Regions from separate parts of the Ovis aries genome. Here region 2 is linked to region 1. A link is a contact called in public Hi-C data. All regions are on one chromosome and are shown on one strand. The core of a region is the stretch at or near the end of the contact, and the rest is flanking DNA. Distances in the headings are between cores, read along the strand shown. Region 1 has its middle 7.8 kb from the start of FSIP1. Region 2 overlaps EIF2AK4 (eukaryotic translation initiation factor 2 alpha kinase 4).

Region 1 (7,326 bases), core at 3,501-6,000:
GGCCACAACACTACCCACGTAATCAAGAGGCAAGACCAGGGGAGTAAATCAAGGCTTAAACAGCAAAAATCAAGTTCTGGAACAAGTAATCCTATTTTTATTCACAGTAAAAATGCACTTAGTATGTGTTTAGTTCTTTTTTCAGTACTTAAAAGCTATGAAATAAATCTGCTAAAAATGGGTTCTCAGATTTTGTTGTTCATAAGGATCATTTCAGATGTTATTTAAAATGTTGATTTTTGCCATTTGCGGCAACATGAATGAAACTAGAGAGTGTCATACTGAGTGAAGTAAGTCAGACACAGAAGGAAAAATATCATATGTAATCCCTTATATGTGAAATCTAAAAAGAAATTATACAAATGAACTTACTTACAAAACAGAAAGAGACTCACAGAAAATGAACTTGCCGGTAGGCAAAGGGATGTTTAAAGAGTTTGGGAAGGTCATTTACACACTGCTATATTCAAAACGGATAACCAACAAAGACCTACTATATAGCACATGGAATTCAACTCAAAGTTATGTGCCAGCCTGGATGGGAGAGGAGTGTGGGGGAAAATGGATAAATGTATAGGTATGGCTTAGTCCCTTCACTGTTCACCTGAAACTACCATAACATTGGTAGTTTAATGTTAATTGGCTATACCCCAATGCAAAATAAAAAGTTTAAAGTTTGAAAACTAAATAAATAAATACAATGTTGATTTTAGTCCCTATTCTCTGAATTAGTAGGTCCAGGAATCTTCATTTTAACAAACACTAGTGATTTTGGTGCAGTATGACGATGAGCATGCTTTGAAAAACACTGACTCAAGTTTGTATTTTAAAGAATAAATAGTGATAAGGTTGCTGCTCTGAAAGGAACCAGAGAGACCCCTGGATCTGGGCAATCCAGGGGCTCTGAACACAGACATTCAGTACTCCCTTTGTAAAGAGTAAGCTAGAAATGAGAATGTTCTCACCTCCAGCTTCCTTGATTCTGAACCCTCTCCTTACTCTGTCTATTATGCAATGCAATAGAGAATCAGGGGTTTCCCCAGTGGCTCAGCGGTAAAGACTGGGTTCTATCCCTGGATCAAGAAGATCCCCTGGAGCAGAAAATGGCAACCCTGGAGAAGCCCATGGACAGAGGAGCCTGGCAGACTACAGTCCATGGGGCCGCAAAGAGTCAGACACGACTGAGCAACTGAGCGCACACACATACAGAATCAAGTGCCAGTCAGAGGATGTCCCCATTTTAAAAGTCCCTGTGAGTTCGAGAGAAGCTTGCTACTACTGCACAATATCTGGTAGCCCAAATACATAATGATACCCTTTGATTTTTTAAGTGAAAAGAGTTAACCCATGCACTGTCATGGGATCATGTTTAACTTGTTCAAGCGATATGAGTGTCAGTGTGTGGGGGGGAGGGGGGCGGGGGGGAGAACTGTGCCAGGATGCTGTGGAGATACATAAAAATCAACACACAAACACACACACTGCAGCTATACATTTATGGCCCAGAAAGCCAATTTGATGTCGTGTCCTCAAGTCCTCCTCTGTCCATGGAAATTCTCAGGCAAAAATACTGCAGTGGGTTGCCAGTTCCTTCTCCAAGGGATCCTCCTGCCCCAGGGACCGAATTCTCATCTCCTGCATTGCAGACGGATTCTTTACCACTGAGCCTCCTGGGAAGCCCCCAGAGAGCTAACAGGTGTTTGTATAGTAAAATAGGGACTTCCCCAGCAACCCAGTGGTTAAGATCCTGACTTTCAAGGCAGAAAGTGCAGGTCCAATGCAGGATATGTGGCTTTGATCCCTGGTCAGGGAACTAAGATCCCACAATGCCACAAAGAGTGACCAAAACTTTTTAAAAATTAATTATTTAAAAAGTAGTAAAATAAAGAGAATAAAGATACATTCTAAAATCCAGAAAAAAAAATTTTTGGCCCGTGGGGTTGGGCCATCCCAGTTCTGCCCTCAAGAAATCAGCTCCACTAAGTGAGTCATTCTCACCAGAAAGGGAAAATTTCTCTTCTTGAAATTTCTCACAGTAACAGACTATTTTATTCTCTGATTTATCCTGCTGGCTCCACAGTTTGGTCACCTGAAGCAATTCTGTACCTGTAAAGATTTAAAGAGTTGCCAGAAGTTTCCCAAGGCTAGCTGCAGTCTCCATTGCTGGATGACAGTTGAGATTATACGGTTCTGCTTCTGGCATTTGGCCCCTGCCAGGAATATGGATGTGAGACTCTGCCGGTGGATAATGAAATTTAGTAATTTCAATGTAACAATTAATCCTGAGCAGAAACTCATAATTTCAGAACACAGTCCAAGGACCGGGTGTCATGCTTCATGCTTGTCTGATTCCAAATCACTTCTGAACTGAGCTAGGTCTCTGACCCCCTGACCCCATAGGGTATTTTGTTTGTTCATTTTTTGTTTTAAATTGGGTCTCTGTATAGTAAAATGTATTCTAGAATTAAAATCTTATAAACTTTATTATTATAAAAGCCTTTTGATTTAACATAAAAAAAGTTAAATTTATATCGCACATTTGAAATATATTCAGATCAAACTTCAAAGATCTTCAGTAACAACGAAGAAAAATTTTTCTTCTCTGAGTTAACATCTCAGAGATAAAGAAGTCAAAGGTGAACAATCACAAGGGGTGTTCATTGCAGCTCTCAGGCTGCCATCCTGATGTTCTTGGGGTCTCACTCACTCCTCACACATATTTTCTCGCAGTTCAAATTCAAAATAATGTTTCTATCTGAACAGACAAAAGTTTGTTAGACTAGGAACCAGTCATTATTTTGATGACTATTGGCTTTCTTGTTTAAATCCTTTTTCTTATTTGATCATTCATTACTTATTTAACTGCATTTATTTTCTCTTCATTTTATCATCATAGACAAACTGGAATTAATATACTAATTTGGATCAAAATGTATTACATAACTCCAACACTGGCACACAAAACCATTTTAAATTACACATCTCTGCTTTCTCAGCCAGAATCTGCAACGAGCTGACCTGGTCTCTTAATTTCTCTCAATCTGTTTCTCCATCTAGTAAAATAAGAGGCAGGATAACGATTTCTAAGCTTACTTTCATCTCCAAGAGTCTGTGAATATCTGACATTAGCAGACTTGGCTGTCTTTGGAAACCACCTGCTCATGTGTTCCAGTCTGAATTTCCACAGTATTCATACTGGTATAAGAAAAAACTATGTTCATCAAGCAGATAAGCAAGAATTGCCTGTTTAGAAACATCTGGACAGTGGTAACAGCCACCAGTCTTCTCCTCTGTGATCTACAAAGAATTAAACAGAGCAAAACCACAATCAGCGTGCCCTATTTTTACAGCACAATGCAATAGAATGAGTTGAAAATGGCTTAGGTTTTATGAGATTTGGGTTTACATCTCCCTCTATTGTTGATTCTAGGACAAGCCTCTTCACTTTTCCAGGCTCCAATTTACACCCATCTATTAAATAATGGGAAGGCAACTTCTGAATACTTTTCCTTACATTGTAGAAATAGAGAAATTAAAATGTTCTTGAGATTCTGTATTGAATGTTTTCTTGCAACTGTTAATGAGTACTTTTGCTTCAAAAAAAAGCAAACTTCTAATCTATGCAGAAGAATGAAAAAGGTAAATTATCAGGTTCACTTCATACCTGTCATCCATTAAATGCTCACTTATCTTATATGTTTTGATGCAGATAACTTGGTATTTTTGTGGAAACTGTGAACTATTTTTGTTATGTATCTAGTTCAGTTCAGCTCGGTTCAGTAGCTCAGTCGTGTCTGACTCTTTGCGACCCCATGAGTTGCAGCACGCCAGGCCTCCCTGTCCATCACCAACTCCCGGAGTTCACTCAAACTCATGTCCGTCAAGTCAGTGATGCCATCCAGCCATCTCATCCTCTGTTGTCCCCTTCTCCTCCTGCCCCCAATCCCTCCCAGCATCAGAGTCTTCCAATGAGTCAACTCTTCGCATGAGGTGGCCAAAGTACTGGAGTTTCATCTTTAGCATCAGTCCTTCCAATGAACACCCAGGACTGATCTCCTTTAGAATGGACTGGTTGGATCTCCTTGCAGTTCAAGGGACTCTCAAGACTCTTCTCCAACACCACAGTTCAAAAGCATCAATACTTTGGCGCTCAGTAACTTGGCCCAAATTTATGGGAATTTTGTATTCAGGTGGCACATTTGCATTCCTGCATTCGTCTACTTTTATGTTGGTCACTTACCCTGAGTCAAATCCTCTAGCAAGCTATTTCTGAGCAAGTGAGCTTTTCAGCCTTTCTCTAGTCATACCTACTTGCTTGGAGAGCCTGTCAGAGGCAGGCACTAGATGGTCATAGTAATCCCCTCCAACTCCTCACCACCGCTCATTTTAGATAGTAAGCATCAGAAGTTAAGGGGAATTTCTGAGTGCTAATATGTAGTAGTTACCTATCTATTCATGATAAAAGCAGGAAGAAAAGCATTAGTTAGAGAAATATTTCATCTTCTCAGTGTCATGGAAAAGACACTTTAAAGCACTGGTTTCCCCTCCACACATCTTGTTTATGGATTAGGCATTTATGAAACTCATGAGTTCTGGTCCATGGCCTTGAAAAAAATTGCTTAATCTCCTGGGCATCCATCTCTTCATATTAAATTACAGAGGTGGTATATAACTAGGCTAAGATCTTCCAAATTCTAAGTGCTATGAATATATGAAGTAAATGGGCATTTTATGGAGGAAGAAATTTCCTGGATTTAAAGAAAAATTTGCCATCCATGAAAACAAGATCCCTGGGGAAGATGCACACTCTTGGTGAAGGATAATTTTTATTGTCCCTCCCTCAGCACTTTTGTCAGCATTTGATCATTTATTGCTCTCTGTCTCTTGTGGGTTTTTTCCTCCCTTAAACTGTCCAGAGGGCAGGCACCATGTCTCAAACACATATTCCATCACAATAATGCGTGTTAAATGCAATAATACTTACTGTTATGAATGAAAGAATCTTGTTAACATTTTGTATGCCTGCATGGAAGAATATGGTTAAGCACTGGGTGAGAGTGATGTGAAGGCAATGACTCTCAAATTAAACTAAGGGTAGAGACTAAGGGTAGACTCAGAGCTTCCCTGATAGTTCAGTTGGTAAAGAATCCGCCTGCAATGCAGAAGACCCCTGTTCAGTCCCTGGGTTGGGAAGAGCCCCTGGAGAAGGGAACAGCTACCCACTCCAGTATTCTGGCCTGCAGGATTCCGTGGACTGTATAGCCCACGGAGCCTCAAAGAGTCAGACACGGCTGAGTGACTTTCACTTTCACTTCTTTCAGACTCAGAATTAACAAGGAGGACCTGGGGCAGAAGATGACGACTCTGAGTACTCTCAGCTGAGTGATCTCAGTTTTGGCATTCCAGTAAGTTTCTTAACATTTATTCGAACTGAATGACTCTATCACGAAACAGGAAATCATGAAGCAGAAGGAACTTTGGGAAATAACATTGAGAAAAACAGCTGTCAGGCATTAAGACTTTTAATACAGTCTCCAGCATAGTTTAATAATATGTGCCAAGTGGGTATTCAAAAAATAGTCATAATAATGAGAGATGATAACGATCATCCGTGCTTTGGAGGATGCAGTGGAAGAGCTGGTTCTTAATACCTTCTGTACTGTTTTTAGCTCTGTCTCTAATTTGCTTCATCTCTTAGGGCCATCTGTGCGTCTAGTTTTCCCATCTGCAAAATAGAGATCATATCATTTCCTACAGAAGTCTGTGGACTGTGCTTTAATATCCTACAGTGAATCATATATAAATACAAAGCAGGCAAAGAGAAGCCAAATGCTACCACAGGAATAAACTTTGAGGCAGAGAAAATTATAAGTTAAAATTAATTAAGATCTTCTAATATTCTAATGATCTGAAGTAGTTATTGCAAAGAAATTTATATTACCTTCACTTTAGCTTTTTAAAGTATATGGTTAATGATAAATACAATTCTAGAATAGTTTAATCTATTACATTCTATATTTTATACATATTTATCTATAATATCATGGGGGTTTTAAATTAATTTCTGAAGCAAACTAGCATTATTCTGAAGCAAACTTACTCTTAAAAAGCAGTAATTCTTAAAAGTGCTTTAATAAATACACCTTCAACTATACTCCAATAAAAACTAAAAGCTAGGGAAAGTGAAAGCGTCGCTTAGTTGTGTCCAGCTCTTTGCAATCCTATGGACCGTAGTCCGCCAGGCTCCTCTGGAGTGGGTTGCCATTTCCTACTCCAGGGGATCTTCCCAACCCAGGGATCAAACCAGTGTCTCCTGCATTGCAGGCATGCATATTCTTTACTGTCTGAGCCACCAGAGAAGCCCCTAAAAGCCAGGGAACTCTTCTCAATACTTTGTAATGACCATACAGGAAAAGAATCTTAGAAAGAGTGGATATATGTATAAGTAATTCTCTTTGATGTACAGCAGAACTTAACACAACATTGTAAATCAACTATACTCCAATAAAAATCGTTTTGAAAAAGAAATATTTCTTCTTTGTTATTGAGAAGATATGGGGGGAAAATGTAATTCAGAACAGCCTACAATTGCCTAGTTCATACAGCCAAACCAAAGGAATTATCTGAGTAAATTGACATCATTTGACATATCAGCAAAAAGCCATCGACTCTGACCCTGAAGGCCTAAATCTCATTTTCTCAATTCTCTTTAAGGATGCATACGATTTCTTGTTTCTTTGTTTTGTTCAGTCCGATGGTGCATTGCAAAATTCAGAAGCTTTTTAAATAGACTTTTGTAGGTCTCACTTTATAAAGTTAATTTGTATTTTTATATTTACACATGGATTAGTCTTAAATATAGCAAGAAGTTTCCTCTAATCATGATCTCCCCTGGAGATGGGATAGAGCAGACATTATGAAGAAGGAAGGAAAGTGGATGTTTAGGAAATGGATGAAGGCATCTGCTCCAACTTATGATGTGTTCACATAAATGCACTCTTATATGTTCAGTCTTCACAAGGACAGAATGTATTAGTCTTTCTCGAAGTCAACTTTCCAGTTAACCACTGAAAAACTTGTACAAAGTTTTAGGTACAATTTTCTTTTTCGATGCAATTCTAATTTTCTCATTTCTCTAGACCTGTAGTCATTATTTCATCTATATTTAAAATCAGGTAAAGTCCTAATATTATCTTTCAAAAGCTGGGTTTGAGAAGAAAATTATCCCTTGTATCATTTGCCTTTTAAATGATCATGAACTTAGAGTAAATGTTTCTCACAGAGAAACAGCCCAGAGGCAGAAGGCTGGAGTCCAATTCTTCATGG
Region 2 (7,326 bases), core at 2,040-4,539, 210 kb after region 1:
AAAGGAATGAATTTTGTTTTTGTTTCTTCGGTTGTGGGGAAGCTATAGTTTCTCCATGCATTCCAAAATTTGAGGAATTCAGCTAAGAGTCCTAGGATACTTTGAGTATGTTGGGAACTCTCAGCTCCCTCCTACGCCCAGGCTCTTTTTAAAAAATATGTACTGATTATTTTATTGCTTTAGATTACATGGAATGCATTTTCTTTTTTTTTTAATCAAAGTTTAGTTGATTTGCAACAGGTTTTAATTTTTAAAAATTTTAGCCACACTGCATGGCATATGGGACCTTAGTTCCCCAACCAGGGATCACACCCAAGCCCCCACCATTAGAAGCCCAGAGTCTTAACCACTGGCCTGCCAGGGACGTCCCTGCCCAGGCGCTTAACAACTGGCCTCGCTTTGTGTGGTCTCTGTGGACTCCCCAGCCAGCGGAGGCTCCTGTGCGCTCAGTGGTTGCTCTCCTCGGCCTTCCCTCCCCATCCCCGCTGCACGCCCCTCTTACTCTCTCCACAGCGACCTCCCATCAGTCACCGTGCACCCCTGTCCAGATAGACCTCTCTACCCAGCTGCAGTGGGGGCCCGGGAGCCTGCCTGCAACCTCCCTGATGGGCCAGCCGCCTTTTCTTCTCAGCTCTCATAGCACATGAGAGAGTACCCACATGCTAGTTGCCAGCTGTTTCCTCCAGGCAGAGATGCTCTTTCAGGGCCACTGTCTGTGCAGCCCACTGCCCCTGGCTCAGCGCACAGCTCACCACCCTGTGAATGCCCTTGACTGTGCGCTTATACTCCACCAGCTGGGCTTATAGGTCAGTCAGTACTGAACCAGGTCTTCTCCCACTTTGAAATCTGTGTCACTTTGCTCAGGCTTTTGAACGTAGCTGGAGATGAAAGTATTTCTGATGTGTATGATAAAGATTAAATTATTAACATATTATACTCTGACCACAACAGTGTAAGAAGAATATATATGAAAAAGTAAACTAGAAGGCAATATGCTAGAATTCATTCCTTCCATTGTGTCAGTTTGGTAAATGGGGGATAAGAGTCTAGATTTTGTCAGGTGCCTGTGTTGCTTTTATAATGAAAATAATAATTTCTCTATCCTAGGAAAGAAATTACAGTATTTACTTGAACCATACCATGTTACTGAAAGCAATACTCTTACACTGTGGGATCCCAGAAGATAAACTCAGCCAAGTCTATGTTATTCTGTATGATGCTGTGGTAAGCATTTAATTCCTTTGAGTTGATATTGAAGGATAATAATAATAGCTGATGAGAATTTTCTTAGTGATGTAACCATAAAACTGAATTGGGAATTTTATCTCCTTCCCCTCATTGCTCTGAGGTAAAAGAACCAATGGCTTTGATTCTACCAACAGTTTTGTTTTTGTTTTTCTATCAATAGTTAACAAGTATTGGTTGAGCTTTTATCCTGTACTAAGCCTTGTGCTACTAGTCCCTAGTAGCACACCTCCATGGTTTGTTTGCAAGGGTAACTTCTGAAGATTGAATTATCTTATTTAATTTATAAGGTAATAAACTTCTTCACTCACTTGCTTCTTAAGGCAAAAAAATCACTAAGTAATTGGTCCTGATACTTGCCTGTAATAAGTTTAAAAATAGTCAGCCCTTACTAAGCATGCACTGTGCTCAGAATATATGTGCCAAGCATTGTTCTAAACCCTTTATGAAGATTAACTTGCCTAAGTTAATCTCACAAGCACTGTTATTGTCCTTTAGAGAGGCCAAGAAAGGGAGTATTAGTTTTGATAGTAAAAGACTTATGTCCTGCCCATAATTCTTCCAGCCTGTCTGAGCTTATCAGTGAAGTCATTTATAGACTGGGGGAGACTGGTTTAGACTTTTCTTGGGGCCTCATTTATCACCTCATTTATGTGAGACTGGGGCAGCATCACCTCCCATTGCCCTTCCGAATTTAGCCACATCGTTGTCTTTATTACTCTCCGGTATTTGTGCAAAGCCTGAAGGAGGGACAGTGAAGATCTTAAATATTATGGTGCTGGGGTGGAGGTGAATCCTTCCTTATCTTTTCTAATTTCTTTTCATGTTAAATATTATTTTTATAATAACATCAAGAAGATATAGTCACTAGCAGTGCCAAACAGCCTATAATTAAGACAGGATAAGCTGGGGAAGTTCATAATGGTTGACGGTTTTTTGTACACTAAAAAGCTCAACCAGCTTTTATTTCATCTTCCTGGGACACATCAAGGGTCCTAACTTTAGTGTTTGCTTCTTCATGTTTCTTTTCTCCTCCCAAAGTGCTGCTGCTGTTTGGCAGGGACAGATAGAACAGAGTGTCAGCGGGAGGCTGGCAGAAAGCCCAGGGATGGTGCAGAGAGCTTCCCATCACTCTTGTTCATATTCTATAGGCTGCCTGGCAGCATGGGGTGGCACTCAGAGCCTGTCCACACGTGGCTTTCATTAGGGGATATGGATCAGTTGACTCTAGCATAAGCACCCCTGGGTAAGCCTCTCTTCCTCTGGGTCACCTCACCATTCAGCAAGTACAGCTTTCCCCTTGTTAATTCTTTTTTGTCAGGAATTGTTGTTCAGTTACTCAGTCGTGTCCAACTCTTTGCGACCCCGTGGACTACAACACACCAGACTTTCCTGTCCTTCACTATCTCCCAGAGTTTGCTCAGACTCATGTCCATTGAGTCAGTGATGCCATCCAACCATCTCATCCTCTTTGCCCCCTTCTCTCACCCTCAATCTTTCCCACATTTTAAAACAATGTTAGTTATATAGCCTATGTGAATTGTGGAGGGAAAAAAAGTCTTTTAATCAGTTAATCCATCTTTCGTGATGAGGAGCAGTTTGTCCAAAACGAAGGATACGCCTGTCAGAATTAGCCTGGAAACTGTACCTTGTTCAGGCCAAATGTGACTCTCATTGTTACCTCCTTCTTCTCCATTAGACAGAAAAGCTGACGAGGAGAGAAGTGGAAGCTAAATTTTGTAATCTATCCTTGTCATCAAATAGTGTAAGTATCTTTCAATGGTGTGATTACGGCTGTCCCTGTAACACTGTGATTCCAGAAAATGCCAAATTCTCACTGCAGTCAGGCAGCGGCGCTTCCCGCCACCTCAGACAGTTTTTCCCTCAAGTAGCTGCCATGGCAACGTCTGGAATTAGGGGAGGAGAAATCAGGGCCATGATCAAAGAATGCGTCTCCATGCTGTTTTCCTGACACCATATCCTTCTCTTCACACTCCTTGCCAAGGCTGTGCTCGGTGGAGCCTCCTGCCAAGCATACCTCACGCTGCTCGGCCTCTGCTGAAGTAGATTCTTCAGGATCGTTTGCGACACAGAGCTCCACCTCACAGGCCTCCCCACCTCCTAGTCTTCCAGCACCTCAGAGCTGCATTATAGCTCTGGCTTTTCTGGGGCATTACCTACTCCTAAAATCTCACTGGCAGTGAGGAAAATCTCACAGGGCAAATAGGTTTGTCGTTTCTCTCTTCGAGCATGAGGTTGGGCCCAGATCTTTGCCAGTCACTCTGACTTAACTGAGCCCCTGAAAAGCAAAAGACAACAGGGATTTCTTACATTTTCCTGAATATTTATTTAAGAGAAGTGTTTTTTTTTTTTTTCTTTTTTTTACTTTCCCAGAGCCCTTCTAGACCTGGTCTGACACTCAGTTACATAATCCTGTTGTCATTTAGCCACTAAGTCTCTTGCAGCCCCATGGACTGTGTCCCACCAGGCTCCTCTGTCCATGGGATTTCCCAGGCAAGAATACTGAAGTGGGTTACCATTTCCTTCCCCAGGGGATCATCCCCACCCAGGGATGGAACCCATGTCTCCTGCTTGGCAGGCAGATTCTTTACCACTGAGCCACCTGGGAACCCTACGGTGATGAGCAAACTTCACTTATGGGATAAAATAAAATATGATGGTGTGCAGGCCGGGCAGAGTTATTCAGATTCTAGGGCGCCTACCATGTGTCAGGCACAGGGCTAGGGATGTAGAGAGAGGTCAGTGGAAGAGTCCATGGACTGCTTTCAACTTCTTCTTTCATATTGGCCTTTAAAAGCCATAAGGGCATCCATCCAGTATGTGTCTACCCTCAGCTCACAACTTTCACGGGGTGTCACAGTTTAAAGAACTCACTCAAATATTAATAGTTTGCAGGTTGGGAAAGTAAACCAGATACATAGCGCTAGGAACTCTGGAAATTAGACCAGATTGCATTTTAAATGTTAACTATTATAGGAGGTATTAATAACTACAGAGTGATTCAATGACATAATATTCTAGTACAAAGGACAGTATTTATGCAATACCCTAGATATGTACATAGCACATAGCCATGTGCAGAAATAGTCCCATGTATAAATAACACAAAGAATCTGTCCAAGAAACTGCCCAGTTCAGTGACTCTTTAAAATGGTTCAAGCCTAAAAGGTTCTCTGAACTAATATCACATTTCAAAATACTTCACGCTTGCACAAGATAGCCACATTGGTTGCTAAAATGTCAGCTGCTTTGCTTTTTGCTGAATCTCTACCCATTAGTCATGTGATGTGCATGTATGCTCAGCCGCTTGTCGTGTCCGACTCTGCAGGCCCATGGACCCTAGCCCACCAGGCTCCTCTGTCCATGGGATCTTCCAGGCAAGAGTACTGGAGTGGGTTGCCGTGCCCGCCTCCTGGGGATCTTCCCAACCCAGGGATCGAACCTGTGTCTCTTAACGTCCCTTCTTTAGCAGGTGGACTCTTCACTGCTAGCACCACCTGGGAAGCCCAGTCATTTGATATTAAGCGTTAATTCAAAGTTGTGTGTTTGATTAGTTCAGAATGGAAAAATTAGTATCTAATATAGGCATTGGTGGGCTTTCCAGGTGGCTCAGTGGTAAAGAACCCGCTTGCCAACACAGGAGACATAAGAGACCTGGGTTCAGTCCCTAAGTCAGGAAGATCCCCTGGAGGACGGCATGGTCACCCACTCCAGTATTCCTGCCTAAAGAATTCTCAGGGACAGAGGAGCCTGATGGGCTATAGTGTCGCAAAAAGTCGGACACAACTGAAGTGACTTAGCATGCATAGGCGTTTGGTACTCTCATTATTTTAAAAGGGAACCCTAAGAGTATTAGAAGAGGGAGTAGAAATACTGCAGGGAAGTTTCAAATATCTGGCCCAGTCTTCATATTTTACAGACAAGGCACCTAAAGCCCAAAGAGATGTGTGACTTATCCCACGGTACATGGAGTTACTTGGTGATAGGTTGAGTACCAGAATCTGGGGGTGTAAATTCTGATGCTTCTGGTGGTTTATTAATGGGGTGGTGGTGGTGGTTTAGTCACTGAGTTGTGTCTGCCTCCTGTGACCCCATGGACTGGGACCTGCCAGGCTCGTCTGTTCACGGGATTCTCCAGGCAAGAACACTGGAGAGGGTTGCCATTTCCTTCTCTGATTAATGGGATAATATAATTTTTTAAAAAATCTTATTAAGAAAAAAGTAAAATCAAAGACATAAAATTTTTAAATGTTACCTTTAAGATACTAAAGAAATTATTAACACTTTGGGGTTTTTTTTTAAATATAAGTGATTTATGATTATGGAACTACCTTAAGTTTCATTCATAAGTCTTCATTCAGCTCTTCAATTCCATGTACCTGGTTATAGATGAACCAGGTTCTGTCTGCCTATAGTCTCAAAGTAGCTATAGTTTTGCCTGTTAGTTTCCACGTTAGCCCCTGGAGTCTTTTTTTCTGGTTTTATGATCATAGTTAATTCCTCTTTAACTGCACTGGGCCAGGGCCTGTGCCCGGTCCACAGATGGATCATTGCTAGCTGCTGCCCCCTCCTGGCGAAGACGACGAGTACAGCTGCGGAGAGCTGGGATCTGGGATGAGGTCTGAGCTGGAAGAGAAGGCATTGGGGGCTGCCTGTAGGAGGTGGTATCCAAACTGCATCTCAAGCCTACAAGTAGGAATTATTCAAGGGAGGACAGGAAATACCCATCCTAATTCAGTGTAGTGTTAGAACGAGTCAGACCTTGCCTTCCTGTCCCTCGTTGACATGCCTATAGTCATGGAATTTCACAAGCATGAAGAAGGCAAAGAGGAACAATACTGGCCTGAAAATACATATAATGGAGGCTCTGTTAGTGTCAGGGTCTGCTCTGCTGGGGTCGGCATTCGCTGTGTGTGGGACTGAAAATGAACTGTGAGTAGGGACCTGGAGTACTTCTGCGAGGTGCCTTAGAGTTGTTGGAAAACAATGATCCTTAGTGGGGACTGTGGAAAAGACTAAAATTAGCCTTGACCACAAAATCTACCCTTTTGGAGGTGCAAGAGCTCTGCCACTCCCCCCTGTGTATAGGAAACATGCAGCAAAGTGAGTCTTTCTGGCCATGGATTTTGGAAGCTAACTGTGCCTCCTTGCTTTCCAGCTGTGTCGACTCTACAAATTTATTGAGCAGAAGGGAGAGCTGCAAGATCTAACCCCAACCATAAATTCATTAGTAAAACAGAAAACAGGTGTTGCCCAGTTGGTGAAGTACGGCTTAAAAGATCTGGAGGAGGTCGTTGGACTGTTGAAGAAATTTGGCATAAAGTTACAGGTTTGGCGGTTGTTTGATTCTGGCAGCGCAAATTTGTAGCATTAATAATAACACAAGGGGGAAATGGGTTTTATTTTAATGCTAGTTAAGTGTTTTATTTTTCCAGAAGGATGCTGCTTTCCACATTTTGGAACATTTGATACCTAGTAATAATTTTGGCTTATATCAGAATTTCTTTGTGAGCATCACAATTCCTATTGTGTGGTAATTCTTACTATGTCAGCCTCAAGAGAGGTGGTTATTCTTGAAAAGAACAGAGCTCCTCTTACTTGGTAGGCTGTGGTCCAACAGACTGTGTACTGAATATTTTGTTTATACTAAATATATTGTTCTGATGTTCATGATAGAAAATGAGGTCTTCAGCATTGCACACTCTTTAAATCTCAAGCCCTTGACACATCCGTGTGGCATTTCCCTTGACAGGTCCTGATCAATTTGGGCTTGGTCTACAAGGTGCAGCAGCATAGCGGAATCATCTTCCAGTTTGTGGCATTCATCAGACGGAGGCAAAGGGCTATATCTGAAATCCTTGCAGCTGGTGGTAGATATGACCTGCTGGTGAGGGCACTTCTTCCTCAGCTTGTTATTTTAATATTTACTTATTTGGCTGCACCGGGTCTTAGTTGCCATACGTGGGAGCTTTGATCTTTGCTGTGGCATGCAAACTCTTAGTTGTGGTATATGGAATCTAGTTCCCAAACCAGGGATCGAACTCGGACCCTGTGCCTTGG

What was found. A called contact is a pair of places that touch in the nucleus more often than the background predicts.
Region 2: a Hi-C map of tail adipose tissue shows a contact between it and region 1, with 8 times the contacts expected there. The contact joins two enhancer-like sites. A contact is called at or near these places in 12 of 16 Hi-C or Micro-C datasets (blood, hypothalamus, liver and 6 more).

The regions. Positions count from the first base shown.
Region 1 is chr7:33,660,556-33,667,881 of ARS-UI_Ramb_v3.0, forward strand. No RefSeq gene overlaps it. Among named protein-coding and RNA genes, the nearest start is that of FSIP1, 7.8 kb to the left of the region's middle. Within about 2 kb of position 4,751, at least 4 of the 54 cell types and tissues checked have an H3K27ac peak or open chromatin away from gene starts, as enhancers often do.
Region 2 is chr7:33,875,027-33,882,352 of ARS-UI_Ramb_v3.0, forward strand. It overlaps EIF2AK4 (eukaryotic translation initiation factor 2 alpha kinase 4), which reads left to right. Exons shown (of 35, transcript XM_060418589.1): 26 at 1,108-1,224; 27 at 2,945-3,010; 28 at 6,425-6,595; 29 at 7,019-7,153. Among named protein-coding and RNA genes, the nearest start is that of SRP14, 27 kb to the right of the region's middle. Within about 2 kb of position 3,290, at least 8 of the 54 cell types and tissues checked have an H3K27ac peak or open chromatin away from gene starts, as enhancers often do.